Regions from separate parts of the Zea mays genome. Here region 1 is linked to region 2. A link is a contact called in public Hi-C data. All regions are on one chromosome and are shown on one strand. The core of a region is the stretch at or near the end of the contact, and the rest is flanking DNA. Distances in the headings are between cores, read along the strand shown. Region 1 holds the start of LOC100273361. Region 2 holds the start of LOC113633878.

Evidence for each region. A called contact is a pair of places that touch in the nucleus more often than the background predicts.
Region 1: a Hi-C map of endosperm shows a contact between it and region 2, with 2.5 times the contacts expected there. The contact joins the promoter of LOC100273361 here to the promoter of LOC113633878 in region 2. A contact is called at or near these places in 7 of 25 Hi-C or Micro-C datasets (ear, endosperm, leaf and 2 more).

Annotation. Positions count from the first base shown.
Region 1 is chr4:174,539,936-174,546,841 of Zm-B73-REFERENCE-NAM-5.0, reverse strand. It overlaps LOC100273361, which reads right to left and starts at 2,104. Exons shown (of 8, transcript NM_001147800.1): 1 at 1,885-2,104; 2 at 1,548-1,635; 3 at 1,339-1,427; 4 at 611-689; 5 at 469-528; 6 at 250-371; 7 at 90-161. The coding sequence starts at 1,988.
Region 2 is chr4:174,231,724-174,238,520 of Zm-B73-REFERENCE-NAM-5.0, reverse strand. LOC113633878 reads right to left here and starts at 4,990. Exons shown (of 2, transcript NM_001150333.1): 1 at 4,595-4,990; 2 at 4,553-4,593. The coding sequence starts at 4,794. The coding sequence ends at 4,553. LOC103654090 (tricalbin-3) reads right to left here. Exons shown (of 8, transcript XM_008680890.4): 6 at 6,794-6,797; 7 at 6,169-6,619; 8 at 5,628-6,017. The coding sequence ends at 5,929. It also overlaps the pseudogene LOC100276578.

The DNA.
Region 1 (6,906 bases), core at 855-3,354, 310 kb before region 2:
GCTCAGAAGTGATGTCATATCATAAAGCTAGTGCTCAAGGAATACAAAGTTGCAAGTGTATTTTACATGATAAGTGAAATATGTCTTACTCTGAGCTCAACTGTGTTAAGCAGTTTAGTAATACATCCAAGCCAAGGTAATCCGAGGTTCCAAGGTCCACCCTGAAAGGAAAAAACAGTGAGGGGAATTTCAGAGTCTGCACATATCCTTTTACAAGTGCCCAAACTGCCAAATGGTTCCAACGCTCACCAAACCCTGGCCCAATTGTCTTGGAACTCAACATCACTGATATCATGGAAAGATGATGGCATTACTGTGGAAGCTTCTTCAGAATCATATGAAGGGTCGTAGTCCATCATTGAGTTGGCCAGCTGACATTGAAACTGGCAACGTTACATGTTCTCGAAAGAACTGACGAATTAAGTAGCCAACAAAGGAAATAAAAAGATAAATTTGAATGAACCCAACCTGCAAATTTGAAGAATTGTAAGCTCCTAGCCTTCCCATGACATACCAAGCTTGGACTACCTGTAAAGAACACTTCACGTCAAGACAGTATGTTGTTTTCTGAATAAGGAGAATCCAATGAAATTGTACAATGCCACTTTACACCACCAAGCAGGTCAACATCTCGATCTGTTGGTTCTCCAAAGAGCTCAAACCAAATGAAAGAATTCAATGGGTTAAAGCTGCAACAATAAAAGAACAAATGTCATTCAAGCTTAACTTGTTAAAGCTCTTCCGTTTTAGAAAAAAAAAACAACGATTTCATAAACCCCCTGCTTCTACGGAAGACAAGAACTAAGATCTATTACATTTGAAAGTGGAATAAACAAGAAAAAAAACATGAATATTCAGACATTGGCACAGCTCATTTGGACTGAGAATCAGACATACATAGAGCAAGGGAAGAAATGGGGTGACAACAAGCATCAAATCTATTGCCTGTGAAATGTGAGTGCCATTAATCCAGACACCGAGTTATTGAGTGTTGATTCGTCTTCATGTGCTAGTTTAGGATTTATAAACGAGGTACAAACGTTTTAGCATGTAAATACAAGTTGGTTGAGGATGTAAAGTGAGGAGATGATCATCTATTATCCAAGGCCATTAAAGTTAAACAGAATCAAAAGATATGTGCAAATGTATATTTTTACAGAAACATGGAGCCATTTCATTAGAAGCATGTGTTTAGCAGCTCAGCTCAGGTAGTCCAACTAAGCTGATCCTATCACAGTATCATATGTGCCGTAGGAACTATTAGCACACTCCACTTCTGATCCTTCGAAATGGAAAACAGAGAAACACAAACGTGACTATAGCGGGTGAGAATCTCACTCTCGAAAGCTGACTTTAAAAGCAACAATGGAGCCTGTCTTGGATTTATTGAATTGGGCCCTGCCTTTCTTGCGCACCCTTTCCTGGATCTGTGAATCGCGTAGTACACAAGGCATGGCATGAGTACTGTTTACCAGGGTCAGCAAATTCTCCCAGTAAAACAGCGAAATAGGAAGAGCAAAAGAATTGAACTCAGCAACAGCACTTACCCGTTGCTTCATGAGCTCCGGGTTGCCGATGCTATCACCAAGAATGGCGCGGAGCTCTTCATCATCCCTGCAGGCGTTCTCCAGTACCCTGCATTACCATATCACGGCATTAAGAAACAGCAGCCAAGCATTTGGATTTCGACAGGAATAGAAGGCCGAGACGAAAACAACTGAGAAACGGAACAAACAAACGATGGCATCCAGCCAATACATAGTGAGAGAGAGAGAGGGAGAGAGAGAGAGAGAGAGAGAGAGAGAGAGAGAGAGAGAGAGAGAGAGAGAGAGAGAGAGAGAGAGAGAGAGAGAGAGAGAGGGAAAGGAGGCGCAAGCTGCGTACTTGGCCCATCCGGGGTAGGTGTGCTCCCGGTCGTACTCGCGGCGGCGGCGCTCCTCCCGCACCTTGACCAGGCGCCGCTCCCTCGCCGTCGTCCCGGACGCCATCGCGTTCTCCGCCGCACCGCCTCTCACCGCCGACGTGCGGATGTGGATGCGAGGAAGAAGCGGCGGCGGCAGCGAGAACGCCGGTAAAGGAGAGAGCACGGGCGGGAGTAGCCGTGACATCGCCGTTTCAGAGTTGAGAATGTCGTCGTCGAGGAGAGAAACGGGCACCCTTATCTTCTTCCTCCTAGGCCTTTGGGCCTGGTATTATTGGCCCAACTTAGTACAATCGGACAAGTCAAAGGTAATGACGGGGGCTTTTGTATCACTAGATGAGTGTCTGTGCGTTGCAACGGAAACATATTAACACAACAAGTTATGTATAAATGTGTTACATTGTTATGAGAAAATGTTTCAAAATCCATAGCTATACATAAACTTCATTATTTTAATCTAGTTATTTTACCACTGCACTGCAACCATAGGTACGAAGGGGCTCATGTACATGTCCGTGCGCTGCTCCCACGATTGTGTTTGGGACATTGTCTTGCTCATCAAAATTGCTTAATTGGGTGAGGGCTGCAAGGATGAGATATAACAGAGTTCTTAGCATGCTCACATTTGGTGAAAAAATGATGTTGGAGTAATCCGGTTGACACTGTTAGTGGAGGAGCGACAAAGCACGAGCATCATACAACGGACGCGTCGCCTGCTAGAATGCGCACGGATGATACCCGTGACAAAAGGCTACACGTATATTTGTTATAGCAGAGCTTTATATTACCTGGGACAGGACGGGTTCAGATGAATTGTCTAAAGCAACCATAACTCGGGGCTCTGGATCGTCTCCACCAGCTGGTTCTGCTGACAAACAGTTGCAGCCGATATACTACCTTTCCAGCATATGTATTTGGACATACACCTCAACATGCCTCAATTCTACACAACCAAACGGGAAATAGAAAAATGCATTGAGACTCCAACCAAACATCTGACTAAAAACCGAATAGCTTTCATTCGAAGGTTGGTTCAATTCATACCTAGGGTCCATGAGAACCATTTGAGGTGAAGGTTTCTTTCCCACTTGGTTTTGGAGCCAAGACTGCCCTCGGCTTGGGCCAGTAGCACGGACACCAGAGGTAAAGAAGCATGTGATTTCTGTTGGGCCTTTCTGAGGTCGGGTGATTTCCATACAGGTTGCACCTATCAGTGATGTTTCATTTAGTACAAAATCAACATTACATAAAACACGAATAAGGCTTATTATAGACTATACTCTCAGCCCAGACCAAGGAGAGACTGCAGAGAAACACATGTTTAAAATTTAGAAGCACAGTTCTTCACACAACAACGTTAAAGATTGGATCAATTTTATTCTACAAAATATATTAACAGGAAAGTAACATCTAAGCACATGCTTTCCTTAATCTACTATCACCATAGCGAATAGTTAGTAGCATTCAATAACCAGTGCAAGGAATGTATATCAAAATCTAATAAGAATGAAAGAAAGTTTGTTGATCCAATAGCAGCCAAGTTTATTCCTGGATTCTACTGGAGGGAACAGAACAACCAAGTTCACGGTTTAACTTCATACCATAAACAACAAAGGATTTTGGAAAACCCTTGACAACTAATATGAGCTTTGTGAGAAGAAAGCAGCTAACCATAAAGGAACAAGATGCAGCTATAATTTAGATGTTTCAAACTATACAACTGTGAAGATCAATTGCCCTACAGAACACTCTGCAGCTAAATTAAAACTCATCAAAGCTGACTGTTTCCTACAGATTATCTGTACTCTATGGTGTCGATTCTATTCTCAAAAAATCAAGATAAAATCGTATCGATCCATGTTGGTTTTAGTACTGATCAATAAGATATTGGGACCGAGATGTGGATACTCTGCTGGAGGCGAGGAACAAGTGAAATGGAGAAGAAATCTTTTAGACTGGAGATCAGGATTTGGAGGGTATGCTCCGAAGTTGGGAATGATAGATCAATCCAGAGAAAGAGAATATGTGCATCAAGGATTTGAAACAGATGTCTACGACTTTTGGTTAGTGCAGTTTCACAGTGTATACTTTAGTTTCGAGAAAGAATTCAGTTTTTTAAAGCAGTTAATTAAAGCAATTCTTATGGCTCAATGAGGGCTAGAAATGGACCCTATACTGGTCGGAGCCACATACCACAGTGTGAGACTGTGAGGTGTACAAGATATGCGGACCGTATGGTAGCTGCAACCCTGACGCAAATGCTGGGAGCCCTGAGGATTGTCAAGTGACTTGCTTCAACAGTTGCAGCTGCAGTGCTTACACATATAACGACACTGACTGTTTTGTTTGGCATGGAGACCTGGTCAACCTCCAAGAACAGCACACTAGCGATGGAGGAGGAACCCTCTTATTCACTCAGGCATGCCGATCCGAGCTGCCAGCTGCTGCAGTGCACAAGGCTACGCTCATTGGTATAGTTGCTAGTGGAGTTGTTGCAGTTTTGCTAATCCTTCCCGTGCTAACTCGAAGGAGATGCTGCTGCCGCCAAGAGAGCGTTCTTCTGGTATTTGAGAATACCACTGCGAGGTTGACCACCTTCCGGCACAACGATCTGCAGCGCGCCACTGACAACTTCTCGGTGAAGTTGGGAGAAGGCGCCTTTGGCTCGGTGTTCAAAGGTCAACTTCCTGCAGGCTCAAGCTCAACTCCAATTGCAGTGAAAAGGCTAGATGGGTTTCAACATGGGGACAAGCAGTTCCGTGCCGAGGTGTCCACTGTCGGAATGATCAATCATGTGATGAACTTGGTACGCCTTCTTGGCTTCTGTGCTGAAAAGACCAGCAGGCTCCTTGACTACGAAAGTGATACCGGTTCCTTGTTTCCATGTTGGGCAGCAATCCAACAAGTTTATTCCTGGATTCTATTGGAGGGAACAGAACAACCAAGTTCACAGTTTAACTTCATACCATAAACAACAAAGGATTTTGGAAAACCCTCGACAACTAATATGAGCTTTGTGAGAAGAAAGCAGCTAACCATTAAGGAACAAGATGCAGCTATAATTTAGATATTTAAAACTAAACAACTGTGAAGATCAATTGCCCTACAGAACACTCTGCAGCTAACTAAAATTTTGTTTGGATGTCAGGCTTGACATAAACCATCGCAGGGATTACAACTATAGCAGTCTAAACAACTGCTTTTTAGAGTTTATCTTCTGTTTTTTACTTTTTTGTCAGAAGTCTGGACTAAGAGTGTGTGGGTAGAGTTTTAGATTTTTTTTAAAAAATGTTTCAGATTTATATTCTCTTAAAAAACGTTTTTGGAATCAGAAATACTCCATGAAAACAATCTGGCTGGTAAGCTGGATTATGATTCAAAAGAATATATTTTTTCCATAAAAATCATATAAATATATTATTCAAGTAATTTTACAATTTTTTGTTGGTCCTAGAACAACTAAATGCAACATATTTGAACTTTCTGAATTCTAGAAGAACTAACCAAAAAACTAGCAAGAGGCGTTTCTAGTAACTTTCAGGAGAAAAAAGAGACAGTGATTCAACCAGTTTTCCCTAAGAATCCGAAAGGACATAAGAAAAACCAAGACATGAGACCTGCATACAGGATCAAAGAGCTTTGTTACCTGGACATCGTCGACGTCCACGTAGAGGAACAAGACCTCGGGGTGGGTCTGCGCCAGCTCCTCAAACTTGTAGTTCATGGACAGGGACATCACACACCATGATGCTCCGAAATGGGCAACAACCTGCACAAGATAGCCGGATAGGTTTGTCAAGCTCTTTGGATTAAAAGAAGAAGAAGAAGAACTCGTCGGTGAAGAATCATTGTTCACTAACAATACAGCACCTGCCATCAGGCTACTATTTTCCCCCCAACTCTACTGATTCTGCTATGGGAACAGAGAGATGCAAAGGATACACGACGGAAGAGGTACACTGCATGAACATGAAGAGCAAGGAGCATGACCACATCTGCAGAGATCAAGTCGCTTTGGAGTCGTGTAATCTCATAGAAGCAATGGTGTTACTATTGGTATGCGCATCTACCATTCTAGCACGACTGTAAACAAGACGAAAGAAGGGTCCGAATCGAAAGAGATTGGGAGTTTACTTACATGAAAGCAAACATCCCACATATATGCAGCTAACAAGGAAGCTCGTCCCATTAATAATAATTTAACCCAACCGAAGACAGCAAAACTAAAAAAAGAGGGGGTGGGGGAGACAAATTTCAGCAGCAGGAGCGCATAATTTATCAGCAGATAAGCGGAGGCGTAAACAGAGTCGAGATGATGGACGGAGAGAGAGGCTCGGGGTGTTCCGGCGACGTACGCACCTGCGGTTCTGGAACCAGACCTTGATCTGCTTGGGCTGCTACGCCACTGCAATTGTACGAAACAGCGATGATTCCAATGGAATCCGGACCAAGCTGTAAAGGAATACATGCTTTAAGTAATTAGCCAAAACAGAATTTAAGTAGACAACACATGGCACATATCTTTCTTTTTGTCACAATAAGTGAATTACCTTCATCCCAACCATTTGCACCCAATCGACAGCAGTTCCTGTTGCTTTCGACAGAAACTCTGCCAAGGTCTCCTCAGCAATAGCTAGTAGACTGTCATATTGAAAAAAAACTCCATAAGATTTACAAGCACAATAGCAGCCTAATTGAGCACAATAGTAAAATTCTAAAAATACACCGGGGTAACTAAATAGATGTTTTTTTGGCATCCATAACATCTGAGGCTGCAACAAAATTTGTATATTACATATTATTGAATGAAGCAACAACAACAAATATCATGCATAAACAACAGAAAAATGTTTCTTACAGAAGCATATGGTCACCAATGACCATCAACCAGCAGAACCCACCTTAACCAAAAGAGAAAAATTAGCCAACAATCAAATCCAACATATCTGGATTAGGAAATGAGCTAGGTTCATATGATGATGCCC
Region 2 (6,797 bases), core at 3,741-6,240:
TAATTCACCGGACATGTCCGGTGCACATCGGACTGTCCGGTGAGCCAGCAGAGCAACGGCTACTTCGCGCCAACGGTCACCTGCAGAAGCAATTAATGCGTGCCAGAGCGCGCAGAAGTCGGGCACGCGCCACCGGACATCCAGGCGGGCCCAGCAGTCAGAGCTCCAACGGTCGGAACCCAACGGCCTGGTGACGTGGCTGGCGCACCGGACACTGTCCGGTGCGCCATGCGACAGCAGCCTCCACCAAACGGCTTGTTTGGTGGTTGGGGCTATAAATAACCCCAACCACCCCACATTCAAGTCATCCAAGTTTTTCACCTTCCAACCACTTACAAGAGCTAGGCATTCAATACAAGACACACCCAAGTGATCAAATCCTCTCCCAATTCCACAAAAGCTTTAGTGTTAAGTGAGAGAGATTTGTTGTGTTCTTTTGAGCTCTTGCGCTTGGATTGCTTTCTTCTTTCTCTTTCTTTCTTGAGATCAATACTCACTTGTAACTGAGGCAAGAGACACCAATTGTATGGTGGTCCTTGCGGGGAAGTTTTGTTCCCGGTTGATTTGAGAAGAGAAAGCTCACTCGGTCCGAGGGACCGTTTGAGAGAGAGAAGGGGTTGAAAAAGACCCGGCCTTTGTGGCCTCCTCAACGGGGAGTAGGTTTGCGAGAACCGAACCTCGGTAAAACAAATCCGCGTGTCACACTCTTTAGTCGCTTGCGATTTGTTTTGCACCCTCTCTCTTGGACTCGATTATATTTCTAACGCTAACTCGGCTTGTAGTTGTGATTAACTTTGTAAATTTCAGTTTTGCCCTATTCACCCACCCTCTAGGCGACTTTCAGGCGTGCAACTCAAAAGCACATGGTGGCCTCGACATCGTTCACCTCAGAAAGCACAACGAAGCACTTCTAATGAAATCTTTGTATAAATTCTTTAATAGACAAGACTTTTGCATCTGAATTATTGGGTAGCTTCCGGAATCAACATACAAATGTCTGTCTCTACATCTTCCTCATGCATGTCTCTCTCTCTCTGTCTCCAGGCTTGACAGTGAGACTTTGGAGAGATAACATTGAGATTTTTACAATATACGCATTTATTAAAGATACAAACACTAAGATTATTATCTATATATATAGCTAGTCAAACTTTGAGGATTCGGCTGATGACTTCATGCGTGCATGCATTATTTTGATGGATGGAGGATTCTGTTACAATATTTTGTGACCAATCCAAGGGGCTCGACAAACACATCCCTAAGGGATGACCCATGTCATATGTATATAAATCTGTCTTTCCTGCAATAAAGCGAACACAACTGTCATTTTGCACTATTCCTCTCCATTCTCTCGAATCTCGTTTTCACTAAGTTACAACATGTTATCAGCACGCTCGTGAGATCACAGAAGAAAGAGTTTCGAGGGAGCCTGGCCGGGCAGGCTACTTTGCCTCGCTCGGCATGGCAATCGGTAGGCCGCAGGCATGCGGGGAGCGGTGCTCGTTTACCGTTCAGCGGCACTAGAAGATGAAGCTTCCTGCGAAGTTTCTCTGGCCAACGGGATCTAGCAGCCGGTGACACGGCTCGGGCCACATGCGTTGGCCAAGATGTGAATTCCTATTCGACATTAACAACATGTCTGACGGAAGGTAAAATGCAAATCCATCATTTTTCCATACGTAGTGGAGTTTGCAACTATTTTTTTCGTTGCCTTGCGTGTTCCTCTGCAACCGCCGCGACAACAAGCCGGGTCGCGCGCCCGCGCCTGGGTCGGGGTGGCCACGCCCAAGCCGCTGCTTGCCGCACGACGACAGAGCCGCGCCTGGCTGGCCATGCCTGGGTCGCGCTCGCGCGTTCGCGCCGGACACTCGCCTGGGCTGCACCTCGCCGGAGGAGCTAGCCGCCAGTGTCGCGCCGTGGGTCCATGACGTGCGCCGCCGGGCCGTTGCCCGCGCAGGGGGCCACGCGCCCGCGCTACTGATGAAGTCCCGCCCAGGGGGCTGCGCACCCGCGTCGCGCCTCGCGCCGTCGGGGCTAGGGGCACCGCGCCCGCCGGGAGAGGCCAACCCAGCCGCGGGTCGCGCCGTGCGCCGGCTGCGCGCGCCAATCTGGCCGGAGGCCGCCGCGCCCTGGGGTGCCGCGCATGGGCCGCCGGTGCCCCGCCACCGTGGGCAATCGCGCCGCCGGGGTGGCCGCGCCCATGCGCGCAGGGGGCCGCTCGCTAGCGGCCGGGCCGCCGCGCCTAGGCCTGCGCTCGCGCCCGCCGGGGAAGGCCACGGCTAGGACCGCGCCACAGGGGGAGGCCCCGCCCGCCCGCCTGTGTGCTGAGGCTGCGCGCCCGCGCCACAGGGGGAGGCCGCGCACGCCCGCCTCCGTGCTGAGGCTGCGCGCCTGCGCCACAGGGGGAGGCCGCGCCCTGTGCCGCCGCCCTGCGCCGGGTAGCCGGGGCCACGCCCGCGCGCGCCGGGCGGCGGAACGCACGCCGACGGGGCTAGGGACCGCCGCGCTGCCGGGCCGATCCCGCGCGCGCCCAGGGTGTGCGCCGCCGAGGGGCCGCGCCGTCTGGGGCCCGCGCACTGAGGCTGCTGCCCACACGCCAGGGCCGGTTGCTCGCTCGACCGCGCCGCCATGGCCTTGGGCGGCCGCCACCAGGAAGGAGAGACGAACGGTTAGGGTTGAAACCTTAACTGTTTGTTCATATGGACTCGTCTAGATGGGCCTCATGGGCCACCTGTCTGGGCTGTACAAATTGGGTCTGTCATTTTATCATTTTAGCATATTTTCTTTTGGAGTTCAATATGAGTTTTACTCATAATCCAAAAGACATTGTGTACTCCTTATTTTTCCCACAGGGTTTTTGAGGAGATAATATCTTGGAAGACAGCTGACAGATGATCAAATGGACTTGGATCAAGGGGGAGTGTTACAATATTTTGTGACCAAAGGGGCTCGACAAACACATCCCCAAGGGACACACCCCTTAGGGATGACCCATGTCATATGTATATAAACCTGTCTTCCCTGCAATAAAGCCAACACAACTGTCATTTTGCACTATTCCTCTCCATTCTCTCGAATCTCGTTTTCACTGAGTTACAACAGATTCTTTCAGCTGGTCACTGCATCGACCACGTCAGCATCCGCAGCTTCAGCTTCAGCCTGGAGCACCTCCTCCTGTGTCTTCTTGCCTTTCTTGGACTTGTAGTGGGCGCTCATGAAGGTCCCTACGGCGCCGTACTTGCGGCGGCAGTGGTGGTAGTGGGAGGCGTCGAACATCCTCCAGAAGTCCTTGCCGCTGAGCTCAGACACGGCGTACTGCGCCTGGTAGCCGTGGTTGCTGATGACCCACTGCTCCAGCCGGTGCACGGCTTGGGCGCCGTCGAAGTCCTCGCCCCGCAGAACAGGGGCGGGGGCGTAGTAGAAGCCAACGTCGGTGAACATCTGCGCGTAGCTGGTGTCACCCTTCCTGCGATGCTGCTCGAATCCTGGCTCCGGCCGCACCATCGTCTTCACGGGGAGCTTGAACAGGCGATGCGGGCACAGCCACACTGGGTAGACCTCCAGCTCACGGTGAGCAAACTCCAGCGCGTCGCTGAGCCTGTGAAGGGGCAGCAGCACGTCTCCTGGATGACGTGCCTGTCATGGTAGTAGTTCCTGATGGCTTCGCCTTGGGTGATCTTGAGCAAGGAGATCTTTGGCGGCATGAGCCAGCCGAGCAGGAGCCTGAACCAGAGCTGGTCGCCGAACGGGATGATCAGCTTCCCTTCCCAGTACAGGGACCTGGTGTGGCGATGGTAGTACTCCCTCGTGGGGATGTACTCCACGAACTCGCCCCTCTCGAGAGCCGTCTCGGCGTGCTGGTAGAACCAGGGCTTGAACCACCAGCCCACACGGTTGATGATCCTGCCGCTGCCCTTCGTCCTCCTCGCCTCCTGTTCCGAGGCATACACGCCCGTCATCATCACGCCCTCCGAGGACGAGTACACCATCCCTTCCACAAAGTCAGGGACCTTTGCCGGCAGGAACAACGAATCAGCATAAGCCTCCGCGATCTCCTTGAGGGTGCCCCTGACAGGAGTGTACGTGAGCCTCATGTACTCCTTCACACGAACGAGCCTGATCTCAGCCGAAACCAGGAGCCCGATCGTGCCTTGCGACCATGGCATGCCATAGAAGAGGTCGGAGTGCTCGTTGTCCATGGTGGCTCTCACGACCTGCCCATCCGCAAGAACGACCTCCATGGAGACAACCGTGTCAGAGAAGAGGCCGTAGACGTGAGAGCTCCCCGAAATCCCGTAGCCGTTTATCAGACCACCGACGGTAAGGTCGTCCAACTCAGGAGCCACGGCGAGCGAGAGGTTCATGGGGCAGGTAGCCTTGGTTATCTGGGCCATGCTGACGAGAGGCTCCACCCTGGCGACCATCCTCTCCGCGTCGATCTCGAGGATGTTCCTCAACGCGGAGAGGTCGACCTCGAAGCGTCTGGCGCGCTTGTAGTCCACGTTGCGCATGCCCACGACCACCCACGGCTTCCTCGCGGTGCAGACGAGGCCGTCCCTCTTCGGATCCCTCTCCTTGAGACGCTTCACGACCCTCTACGTTCTCCTGGTGTTCCTTCTGTCGACGCTTCTCGGATTTCATGGCGGACCACGTGTTCACCAGGAAGACGCTCAGGTAGATCAGCGCAGATATTGGAAGGGCCACGAAGAGGGCAGGAATCCATCGGAGTCGCACCAAGTAGTCCGCTAAGACCTTCTTCCTTTTGGGTCGCGCTCGCACCAGAGGATCCGCCATGTATGTCTCTAGTAGCTCTAGCTAGCTACCATTGATCCTCCAAATTAAACTGAGAATGTGCAGTGGAGTGGCATTTTTCCAAGTGCAAAATTCCACAAAAAAAAACAATAATTAACTAGAAAGACATTGAATGGATGTATGTAGCAGAGAGAGAGAGAGACGCACCTTGCCTGCGTGCATCCCTGGAAATTAATGGAGTGAGTGCTAGCAGCACCCTCTGTTTATATATAGCCAGTGGCCCCTGTACATGCAATCCATCTATGCTTATCACGTAAAAAGTACCGGTATCCAACACCAAAAAGAATTAAACGTTTCATGAGATAAATGTGATCCATCAAACATTGTACCGGTAACCACCAACAAAGAAAAAGTAAACGTTTCATGTTCGCAGAAAAAATAAGATACATGTGATCCATCTAGCGCTGTACTGGTAGCCACAATATTATCAATAAAAAAAACGAATTGCAATTTTTTTGTTGGAACATATAAAGTTCCATTACATTTTTTTACTGGAACAATATGAAGTTCTGTTTAATTTTATTATGGAGTTGTTTTGTTAGCTTCACTCCTACAAACAGCTTTACCAATGAAATTAAACCTCTTTTGTTACAGTATTTGACAAAACAGTTCTACATGTAGAATTTATGGTCTCACGAAATCTCATGAGTTCATTAAAACATATTATATAGGATCCACAAGTGTGAGTTAAAACTGCAAAAAATGTTTTTTTAAACTTGATCTCATCACGTTCTTATTCCTATGTGAGAGAATGATTAGCTATTCGCAAAAAGGCCTGTTTAGCCAAAAAAAAAAGTACTTCAAACAGCTCGTCATAATCATAAGCTGATGCCTAACAAGGCAGCCTTAAATTTTCTTGGTATATTTTTTAACGATACAACTACAATCGCATTTGCCTTGGAAACAGTAACCGATGGCAATGACCCCTGCCGCGACGCGAGCAGGAGAAATCCTGGTCCATGTTCAGCAAATCGGAAGGAGGTGACAGCAAAAATGAATATACACAGTTGCCTCTCTTCACTAGCCTTCCAAAAGAAAAGAAAAAAAAAAGAACAAGAAGAGAACTCTCTTGTTGTCACCCTTACAAGTTACAGCCAGTGTTGCCTTCACTCACGGTCACGGGTTGAAGTAGCCTGAGCCACCGAGGTTGGAGGACACCAGCACCATCACACTCGTTATGGCCGCCAGCCACACCAGAGCCGTATCTGCACGAAAGCCACCAACCCAACCAACGTCATACCGTTCAGTACCAAGCAAGTTAGGTAAGCTAGATTTGAAGCCCAACACATGAGCCCCCTAGTCACTATGGTAAGCAGATCATGCATGATATAAAAGACCACACAACATTAGCTTCACCTGTGGAGCTGTTTGGCACGGTGGATGCCTCCGTATCAGCCGCCGCAGCGCTAGTAGGGACAGTGACGCTGTCTGTGCCTTCTGGTCCACTGCCTGCCTGCTCACCTTCTCTTGACGAGCTTCCTGTTTCGGATGACACTATGCCTTGGAACTCCTCGCTCACCAGCAGCGCGGCGAGAAGATCCATGAAAGTTTCCCTTTCTTTACCCACGAAATCAGTCCCCTTGCTCATGCCACTAACGTAGTCCAGCACATCCTCGTCTGAGGCGTAACCCGCACCAATCTCGCTTCTCACCGCCTCGTCTTCTTCCTCTTCATCCTCGACATATGCCTTGTATGTCAGCCGAAGTAGAACTTCCCCAGCCTCTCGCTTCCCAAACAAACCCCATCCTCCATATAGAGTCACGATTTTGTCCGTAGGTACTGTATCTTTAAGTGACCCTAGCTCCACCTGACAAAAATACTGTCAGAAACCCCCATCCCAACTTATCAAAACATGCCCAGGGTGACAAGGAAAACCAGACCTATTCACCTGTCTTCCATCTATGCATAGTAGACACAGTAGTGTATATCAAATATAAATGGCATTGCAAAAAGGAAGCCTTCTGCACACACTCAAATTTACCTCT